Regions from separate parts of the Sus scrofa genome. Here region 1 is linked to region 2. A link is a contact called in public HiChIP or PLAC-seq data. All regions are on one chromosome and are shown on one strand. Each heading gives the region's core, a stretch centred on a gene start, on an enhancer-like site or on the middle of the called end of the contact. The rest is flanking DNA. Distances are from core to core; before and after follow the strand shown.

What was found. HiChIP or PLAC-seq counts read pairs in DNA pulled down with a chosen protein or histone mark.
Region 1: a contact with region 2 is called in an H3K27ac HiChIP or PLAC-seq map of alveolar macrophages. The contact joins two enhancer-like sites. A contact is called at or near these places in 8 of 47 Hi-C or Micro-C datasets (embryonic fibroblasts, epiblast stem cells, fibroblasts and 3 more) and 1 of 2 datasets of contacts at active chromatin or transcription factors (alveolar macrophages).

The regions. Positions count from the first base shown.
Region 1 is chr11:49,677,199-49,682,128 of Sscrofa11.1, reverse strand. SCEL (sciellin) reads right to left here. Exons shown (of 26, transcript XM_021065763.1): 4 at 4,544-4,612. Among named protein-coding and RNA genes, the nearest start is that of SCEL, 28 kb to the right of the region's middle. Within about 2 kb of position 2,163, at least 4 of the 83 cell types and tissues checked have an H3K27ac peak or open chromatin away from gene starts, as enhancers often do. A contact at or near this core is called in alveolar macrophages, where this site is marked.
Region 2 is chr11:49,594,411-49,598,896 of Sscrofa11.1, reverse strand. No RefSeq gene overlaps it. Among named protein-coding and RNA genes, the nearest start is that of SCEL, 55 kb to the left of the region's middle. Within about 2 kb of position 1,981, at least 14 of the 83 cell types and tissues checked have an H3K27ac peak or open chromatin away from gene starts, as enhancers often do. A contact at or near this core is called in alveolar macrophages, where this site is marked.

The sequences.
Region 1 (4,930 bases), core at 914-3,413, 83 kb before region 2:
GTTTATTTTCCTTCTGAGCACACAGGAAAGCTGTATTTCCCAATCTTTACTGCAATTAAGTTGCAGTATGATTGAGTTCTAAACTAAGGAGTGTGGTTGGAGTGTGGTTAGTTTGTGACTCCCAAACTCATCATAAAACATCTTATGTGATCTGCCATGCTCTTTCTCTTCTACCATGGCTATGCTGCCTACAGGTTGCAGGTGACAGCATTAAAACATGAAAAGAACTTAGGTCCCTGAGTCTTTTCATGGAGCTGAGACATCCTCTAATTTTCTAGCCAAACACACTGGACTCTGATGAGAGCGAGCAGTCATCTTCGTGCTTAGCCACAGATTTGGGGGGACAGGAGAGGGGCCTTGGTACAAGAGTTACTCCACCCTAGTGAATTTGTTTGCTTTGATCAGTCATTTAGTTAATAGGCTCTATAGGCCATCAGAGGTTTTAATCTATCTAACCTCAGGTCTGCTCGAGGAGAGCGGGTCTGGATAAGGGGTGTTTTGTCTGTCCTTCAGGACATAAGACAAATTAGGGATCCTGTAATCTGCATGCCAATGGGGGGCTCTCACGACTGCAACCCTTGTTCTTTTCCTGCCCTCCAGGTAGGAAAGTGCTTCCCACGATCTGGGACTGGTCTTCCGGAGCATTCTGCAGCCTTGCACAAAACTAGGATGGGGCAAAATTATGCTCAGGAAAACAAAAGGTCAGCAAGATTCTTCTGTAGATCTTGTACTATGGGTCTACTATAACTTTCTCTAAACTTTCACTTTTATCATAAATTTTAGTTCAGTTTTATATAAGCTCTTCCTGGGACACAATGCCCCAAACTGATAACTCTTGAATGCAAAAAGGAAGGAAAGTTGGAATTCTCCCAGAGCTCCATATTCTCAATAGGTTTTAACTTGTACAGAATCTGAGAATCCATGTATTAAAAACTCATGATGATCACTCAACATCATGGTCATAAGGCCAAAGACTATAAATATATTGCCTGCACTAATAGCTCCTGAGCCCCTGATGTGTGTGTGTATATATATATATATATATTTTGTCTTTTTGCCTTTTCTAGGGCTGCTCCTACGGCATATGGAGGTTCCCAGGCTAGGGGTCTAATCAGAGCTGTAGACGCCGGCCTACGCCAGAGCCACAGCAACAAGGGATCCGAGCCGCATCTGCAACCTACACCACAGCTCACGGCAATGCCAGATCGTTAACCCACTGAGCAAGGCCAGGGATCGAACCCACAACCTCATGGTTCCTAATCAGATTCGTTAACCACTGAGCCATGACGGGAACTCCCCTGATGTTTATATTTAAAGCGCTCTGCAGGAAACCACTGTGAATACCATAAATAAGATTCAGGTAATCCTAAATCTGAAATGTTTCTAGAAACTACTCCAAGTTTCTAGCTGTCTATGAGATCCTCATAGAAAATAAAAACAATCTTGGGAAATTGCTACTCTGATACACTGAAAATAACAATCTGTCTAAAGCAAACAGCACCTCAATTTCAAACATCCTCAAGGTTTAAATAAAGGAGAGTTCTGGTGTTAAAGTCAAATGAAGTTTGTAAAAATTCTACAGTGTAAATCTATGTGGGAAATAATTCTTGCAATAATAAAAAGAGCTACCTAGGACTCTTTGTCACTTATACAATTTTCTCTACTCTTCAGAACATCCCTACAAGGTAGGCATAGTTATTTCCACATTATAGATAAAGAGATGGAGTCTCAGAGAAGGTGTCTCGCTTTCTCTTGGCTACATAATCAGGATGTCATCTATTTCCAAAGTCTTTCCAGCAGGGTCCAGTGTTGTAAACCTGATTCTGTAGTGTAATTATTCCAACACTCATGATCAACACGTCCTCCTTCAGTTATTATTTTTTTGCATCCACAATCTCTCCCAGGCCACTAGGGGGATGTCTATAACCAATAACGGAAAGAACTCAAACCGTCATTCAAATGCAATCATCAATTTCTTATTACTTTGAGAGATTACCTTGGTAATTCTCTTAGAAACTAATTTTCTGCCAATGTGTGATATAAAATAGGTTGTTTTAATAGGAGTCAGTCTTGGGAACAGGAAATACCTAAGCTACGTAGTTAACAACATGATCAAAAGAACCAAAGGAAAAGTTACACTTCCACAACAGAACACTAGAGGGCTCCATAACCTAGGTTTTCCACATCAGGAGCCCACTTTCAGGGACTGGGCCAGATTGCATGCTATGTACACTATTATTTACTTATGTTTCTTTAGAACATGTCATATTTTACCCACAGATGTGTACTTTAAAAGGAAACTCTTCTGAGTTCCTGTCGTGGCTCGGCAATAGCAAACCTGACTAGTATCTGTGAGGATGTGGGTTTGATCCCTGGCCTTGCTCAATGGGATCTGGCCTTGCTGTGGCTGTGGTGTAGGCCAGCAACTCTAGCTTGGATTCAACCCCTAGCCTGGGAACTTCCATATGCCATGGTGGCCTTAAAAAGACAATCAATCAATCAATAGGAACTCGTCAAATGTAAACACTTTTCTCATATTCATTTACCATACGCATTATTATTGAAATGGCCCACACATGCCTGATATATTTGATCATCTTCCTCCTGAGATTATTTCACATTTTGGAGTGGCCTGGATGATGGGAGTCTGACTGCTGTTTTCAGGGAATGGCTTTATTTACTGACTCCTGTGTTCTCTCCCTCACATCTGTTGCCGCCCTTACAGAAATGGAGCTCCCTGCTGGAAGCCAGATGGCACTGTCCAGGGAGTAAGCAGACCAGGATACTCTTCCAAACATGCTGCCAAACCTCTGTGTAAACAAACAGGACATCTCTGGTCTCATTTTCCAGTGTATAAAATGAAGGGTTTGGGCCAGGTTGGTGGTTCTGAGCTTCGGCCATAATTCAAAATCATTTCATAAGCTGCAAAAGATGCCCGAGTCCAGGAGTCTCCATCGTGGCCCAGTAGAAACGAACCTGACTAGCATCCATGAGGATGCAGGTTCGATCCCTGGCCTTGCTCAGCAGGTTAAGGATCTGGCGTTGATGTGGCTGTGGTCAGCAGCTACTGCTCCAATTGGACCCCTAGCTTGGGAACTTCCATATGCCTCAGGTGCGCCCCCTCCAAAAAAAAGATGCCTGAGTCCCAGTGCAGACTTATTAAATGGAACTGAAGGAATGAGAGGCAGTGGCACCAAGTTATCAGTCAAGTTGAAAAGCTCTCTAGGTGATTCTCATTTGCTGCTGGGTCTGAAAATGACTCAACTGGCTTGCCTGTGAGGTCTGGTCTCGTCCATTGCTAATGTTCCAAGGCTCTACCTTGACTGGTCTGATATAAACTTTCAGACACACTGCCGACAAAGGCTTAGGTCTCCCACATTTCTTGGGACATAATTATCTCATTTGCAAATTCATTCCTAGGAGTAGGATTTCCTTCTTCAATTCACAGTGCAATAGGACAGTCTGCGAGGCCGAGCTGAACGGACAGAGGTCCTGCGACTCCTTTCTCCACCCAGCGCTGTGGAGATGGCATTCTGCATATACACTTTCACACACTGATGTTTGTGAAGGTCATTAACGATAAGAGAGATGTCAACTATCTGTCCGCTGTTAGGGAGGTTGCCTTGAAAACCCACAAAGACTTCAGGAACACATTCATTTGCTCTATAACTAACAACTGGCATGGTCTGAATACAGACTCTATGAGATACCGTAAGTTTCAGTATATGTGCGCCCAGTACAGCAGGTGCCATTTCTGTCTATAAGAACAGCTCATCTTTAGCTACAGGGAGTGGCATCAGCTATTAATGGCCTCAGAGATTCACTGTGTCTAGACTCCAAATAAAGATGTTAGCTTTGTTCTGGTGCCTACTAAGCACTCTATCAAATATAAGATTAAAATGTGACTTGGAGCATTTACACTTCAACCTGAATAGAGAGTCCTCAATTTTTGATACAGGGATGAGCTCTTCTTCTCTTTCCATCTAAGAGTGAGCCAATGACAGGCACAATGCTGTGGATTCATTCTACAGCCATGTGGTGACTCCACTGTGAAAGAGCAATTTCACTTTCTAAAGGAAAGAGCCAATGCCTTTATCCCAGAGGGGCTCAAAACTACTGTCGTTTTAAAATTTACAGTCTCTCTGTAAGGTAGTTATACTGAAACTGTTGTTTCTCTGCCTTTGGGGTGGAAAGACCAAAGTTAGAACAAGAACTGGCTATTCACACACACAAAAAAACCATACTCCCCATTTTCAATTGAATAGTCCCACGCAGGGGCCACCCCACTTCTACTCAAACCAGTTTTTGCAGAACTTTTCCTATTGATCTACTATTAGTGGGATTTTAGGAAGACAGTATCTCAGGTCAAGGTTTTGTGAGTTTTGAAGAAGAAGATGATTTCAATCTTTATAGTTCTTTTGTCCCCGGAGATAGAATATGGTTCAAAACTTACTTTGGTAAACATTTGAATACCTCATGCTCTATAAGAAACAGGATTTAATAAATGTGATGGATTCTGCTGGCATGGTACAAAACACCTTACCTGTCCAAAGTGTCATCAGATCTGTACCGACTGATTGTGGCTTTGGGCTCATCTCTCTCGTTTGCTTTCCTGTAGCAAAAAATAATTACAGAAAGATCAAATCAATTACCAAAAAATTGTTGATATGACCTATCACAGATTTGGGAAACACCTGCCTAAGCAGGTAGGAGATGTACATGTTACCAAGAAAAGACATGTTTGGAGTACTGAAATCTTTCCAGGCTTTGATTTGATAGGATAAATTAGAGCAGACCCAATTCCCCATGCTAATAAAAGAATTCTCCTCTAGGCCCAATTATTCTAACTACCATGTAACATATTCACTTTGGGGATAAGGATACGTAAAACAAGCAACACAACATGCAAAATGGTTAATAAATAATATAT
Region 2 (4,486 bases), core at 732-3,231:
TTCTAAGACAGGTCTTCCAGGCCCCAAAGATATGCAAGCCTCAGACATCCTTCCAGTGAATATCCTGCTGAGGTTAAATTAGGCAGAATCATTTTCTATTGCTTGCAAACAAGAATAGACTCAGACACCGTGTAGTTTTGGCTCTCACATCTGAGTTGCCTTTGGCCGCGGCTTTTACATCTGCGCCTTTGGCTACAAGCCCAATCATAATCCAATCCCCCAAGGCCCGGGTGGCAAGGCCACAGCACTGAAAGCATGGCAGCTTCTGTCAAAGGAGCCACCTGTGGCCTCTGTGCTCAGGAGGGAGCTGGGAGAATTGAGTCAGTGATCGGAGACTGAAGATATGTGAGAGAGAAGAGACAAGGATGGAACCAGGAAACAGGAGTGAGGTAGAGGGATGGGTCTTGGAAAACCAGAGGAGTCTCCTTAGGCTCCTCCCCAACTATGAAGGTAGGTGTGTCTGTTCAGTGGTAGGAACTTGAAGGTGTTATCGTAAGTGGAATTGCTTCCTCTGCGAGGTCACAGCCAGGGTAATCTGCTGACAGTGAACGTAGGGAGCTGCAGGGAAGATTGGAAGAGCAGGATGAAGACTTGGGAAAACCTTAAGAAATAAGAAAGAGGAGGGTGCTTCCTGGGAACAGGCAAAAGATTGCCGAGCTGCATGGAGGCAACTGTTTCTGTTTGCATTTGCTAATAGCAATTACCCACTTCATAGAGGAGTTTTCAACAAAGACCCCGACAAAGGAACACATAAGCCTTCTCTGAGACATTTTTAGTGCAAAACCAGGGACTTGGCAAAATCTAGCACATTTCACAAAACAGAAGACCTTTAACCTAGCTTCTCAATTTCGCAATTTTGCAGCTTTGGGACTTTTCAGAGTGACCTCTTTTGCTGACCCAGAAGGCAAAACTTACTGGGCTAAAAAAGAAAGTTTGAAAGAAGAGAGATTTTTTTTTCTTAAGGAATCTGGATTCTGTCTGATTCTGTTCATTTTGAGATTAAGAAATGGGTCCACTTTGCACACAAGAGTATAAAAAAAAATTTAGACAAAAGACTTTTTGGGGTCCTTACAGAAGCAGTAATCAGTAATATTATTCATGTTGACAAATTTATTCAAAGTGATCTTTATCATCATTGGTGAAAACTGTAGCTATCAAGACAATCTTTGCTGAAATTCAAACAGACAATGAAAGCTAATCTTTAAGGTCTCCGAAAAGTGACATTGCTTGGGTGTGGTTATGTTTGATGATTCAGCAGCCCGAATTAAATCTTAAAATGCCCTGCCTGCTGGTTCTGGTAAGCAACCGAATGGATCCATAAATTGTAGACTTTGAGTTAGATTGCTAGTTAGATTCATAAAGTAAAGATAAGCTTCCGACATGCCATAAGAAAATGAACTATTGCATTGGTTGGCATGTCCTGAAAGAAGACAGTGTCTGGATGAAATTCAACATGCTATTTTAGCTTTTGTCCCATTTTGAATAAAAACTGTTGGCTGAAAAACTACCTATTTAAATTATTGAAAGCCCATGATTACAAGTAAGCATCCTGGCTGATAATTAGAGAGACCGTAGAAATCATTTAAAGTAGAACTTGGATAGGATTCCAGAAGTGGTTTTCCCTTAAATTGAGTGGCACAGACAAAAGCAGTTTGTTCCTCAAAGAATGACTATTCTTAAACTATTGCCTTTGCTGATGGAGGCTGCACAGACATGGGTTAATTGACGTAACATGTCAGAGGTCTGGGGTTTTCTAAGTGTCGCAAAGAGAAGGCGAAATAGAGATTCAAATTTATCATTATTCTTTTGTTCTTTTCAAACAGGAAAGCACTGCAGTTTCAAGGACAACTCTCAGCATGCAGGGGTTTTTTTTGTGAGACATGGTAAAGAAACAAAAAGACAAATTCTCTTAAGATTCCAAACAGCCACTAGGGGACAGTCAAAACACTGGGTAATGGAGCAAGGCGAGTCCCTGGCTCAGAATCTTCAAATAAAAGCTGTTTTGCAGGATTTTAAAAGCATTTGATTGTTTAGCAGGGGAGTGGGGGAGAGAACGGGTATCTTCTTGATCGCATTAAAATGAACATTAATGGGAAAGAACAGTTAGACTATCACACCAGCCTGCAAGGATTTGTACTGGCACACATTCCCACGGCAGTGAGATGGCAGCTCAAAGTCTGCCCGTGCCTTAGGGACAACAGTTGTAGGACACTGACTCAGCACATAGGATGTCGTGAGGTCAGTCCCCGATATCCTCTGAATTAACGGTGCTTGCAAAACAACAAAAGATCAAGGCTAACAGACCAAAACACTAATCACTGGCATCGACCTTATGGGACATGCATAGGCAGCTGGACTGAAAGATCATTTGCTGTCTACATGTGTTTTTAATGTAAGTAATGTCTTTTTAGAGACCGAAGTCAGAATTATTACTCTAAAAAAATTCCCATAGCTCCATTTAACCCACGCTATTTGTGGGAGGTGAGGGAGAAATGACTCAGAAAATTGCTAAAATGCTTGTGAAAATGCAGATGAAATGGTGACAGACACTGAAGCACTCAGCTCTTATGCTTTAAAAAATCTTTCCCAAAAGAGAATCGGGCTAGGAGTGGGGAGGGCAGGAACAGGAACTAATTTGAAGCATGATGTAGAGTCCTAGACTTTACAGATAAAGAGGATTTGAAGGTCCTCAGCAAATAATATTTTCCATTATTTCCTGCCTATAATTTTTCTCTTAGCCATTTTAAAATTGGAAAAAAAAAACCCCCAAAACTGTATACCATGAAATCACATCCAAGAGGCTTTTTCCAAGTCAACCACTGTTCAATTGACCATGGAAATGTGGCCATAAATATAGTTTGCAAATGTTAAAGGAACTAAAGAATCTTTGGGGACTCTAGGCAATAATGTAATGAATAAGGACAGAATATCTAATTTCCTAAAGCAGAGCTCAGCCAGCCAGTGTTGGGACTTCCCTGAATGGCACCCTGGCTCCTTGGAGGAAAAAGTTTTAGGGACTTTGAGCTGAATCAATGGGAAATAACCACATTCTTGGTCCTTCAGAGCGAGATGACTAATCCTAACTTGTTGACAGTAAAAAGGAGTAAGTGTGATACTTAGGTCTGAGACAGTTTCTCCAACCATCTGTCTAAAACATTGCTGCCATTCATACACGAAACATATCTATGTACTCATATTTTTGTTGGGAAATACATACTTTTCATATGAATGCATAGAAAAGCAAAGCATTTGGTCTAATGGAAGCCATCTCACCATGGGTTTTATTTATTTATCTATCTATTTATTTATTTTTGTCTTTTTAGGGTCACACCTGCGGCACATGGAGGTTCTCAGGCTAGGGGTTGAATCAGAGCTGCAGCTGCTGGCCTATACCACAGCCACAGCAACACCAGATCTGAGCCATGTCTGGGACCTACATCACAGCTCACGGCAACGCCAGATCCTTAACCCACTGAGCGAGGCTAGGGGTTGAACCCGCATTCTCATGGATGCTAGTCAGATTTGTTTCCCCTGAGCCATGGTGGGAACTCCACTATGGGTCTTCTTATTATATTTTATTCTAATCTCCTCTCTAATAATCTATGCAACTTTGGGTTTGCCTTTCCTTTTCCTTCACAGAGCAGACTTGCGTGGCAGCAGTAGAATCAGACATGCCTCAAATATCTGGCTACTCATTCTTCTTACTGTAAGAGACAGGGGAATCTGAAGTACTGATTCATAAATTTCCTGATGAGGGCTTCAGTTACTGCATGGGTTCTCAGTACTCGAGAGGCTCCATATATCTGGTTCTATTGCAGGCAAAGAACCCAGCCTACACAGTGTAAATTTCAGGACAGGCTATAAAATAAATTAGTTACATGGAAAGGTAAAAGTTCAGATCCTAAAGTGCCTACAAGTTTGAGATTTGGGGTGCCCAGTTAAAACATGCATTGTTATAGATTCTAGAGATTCCTCTCTGAAGCTTCTCTAGTCTCACCAGGAGAGTTGTGAACCCCTGTAATTTCTAATAGTATCTTTCCAGATGGCCCTGTGTATCTTCTATTATAGTTACTGGACAGTCCTAAAAAGTAGGGTGGTGTCTCATGCACCACTCAGCTGCCCTGGACCATCTTTTACGTGTGTAATTCAATGAATGTTGATACCATGAATGAAATTGCAAGGATAGAAGGTCAACAAGGGATGGGACTCACCACACTTCCCTGGGCACTTCCGCCGCTGGTGCAATTTAATCCTCCATCCAGAGGCAAGACTTGGAGCTCCCAGGGATGGCTCTCCACTTTGTTCACAGGCATTGGTGCTGCCTCCCACCACACTCTCCAGACTTTGAAATATTCAACCTCTGTGCCAGTGACAGTCAACCTCATGGTTCTTTGATAGTTAACCTTGAGGTCTTTGAGAGTGAACCTTGAGGTTCTTGAACTGTTGGACAATATTAGCTGATACTCCTCCCCAGATGTATGGACTG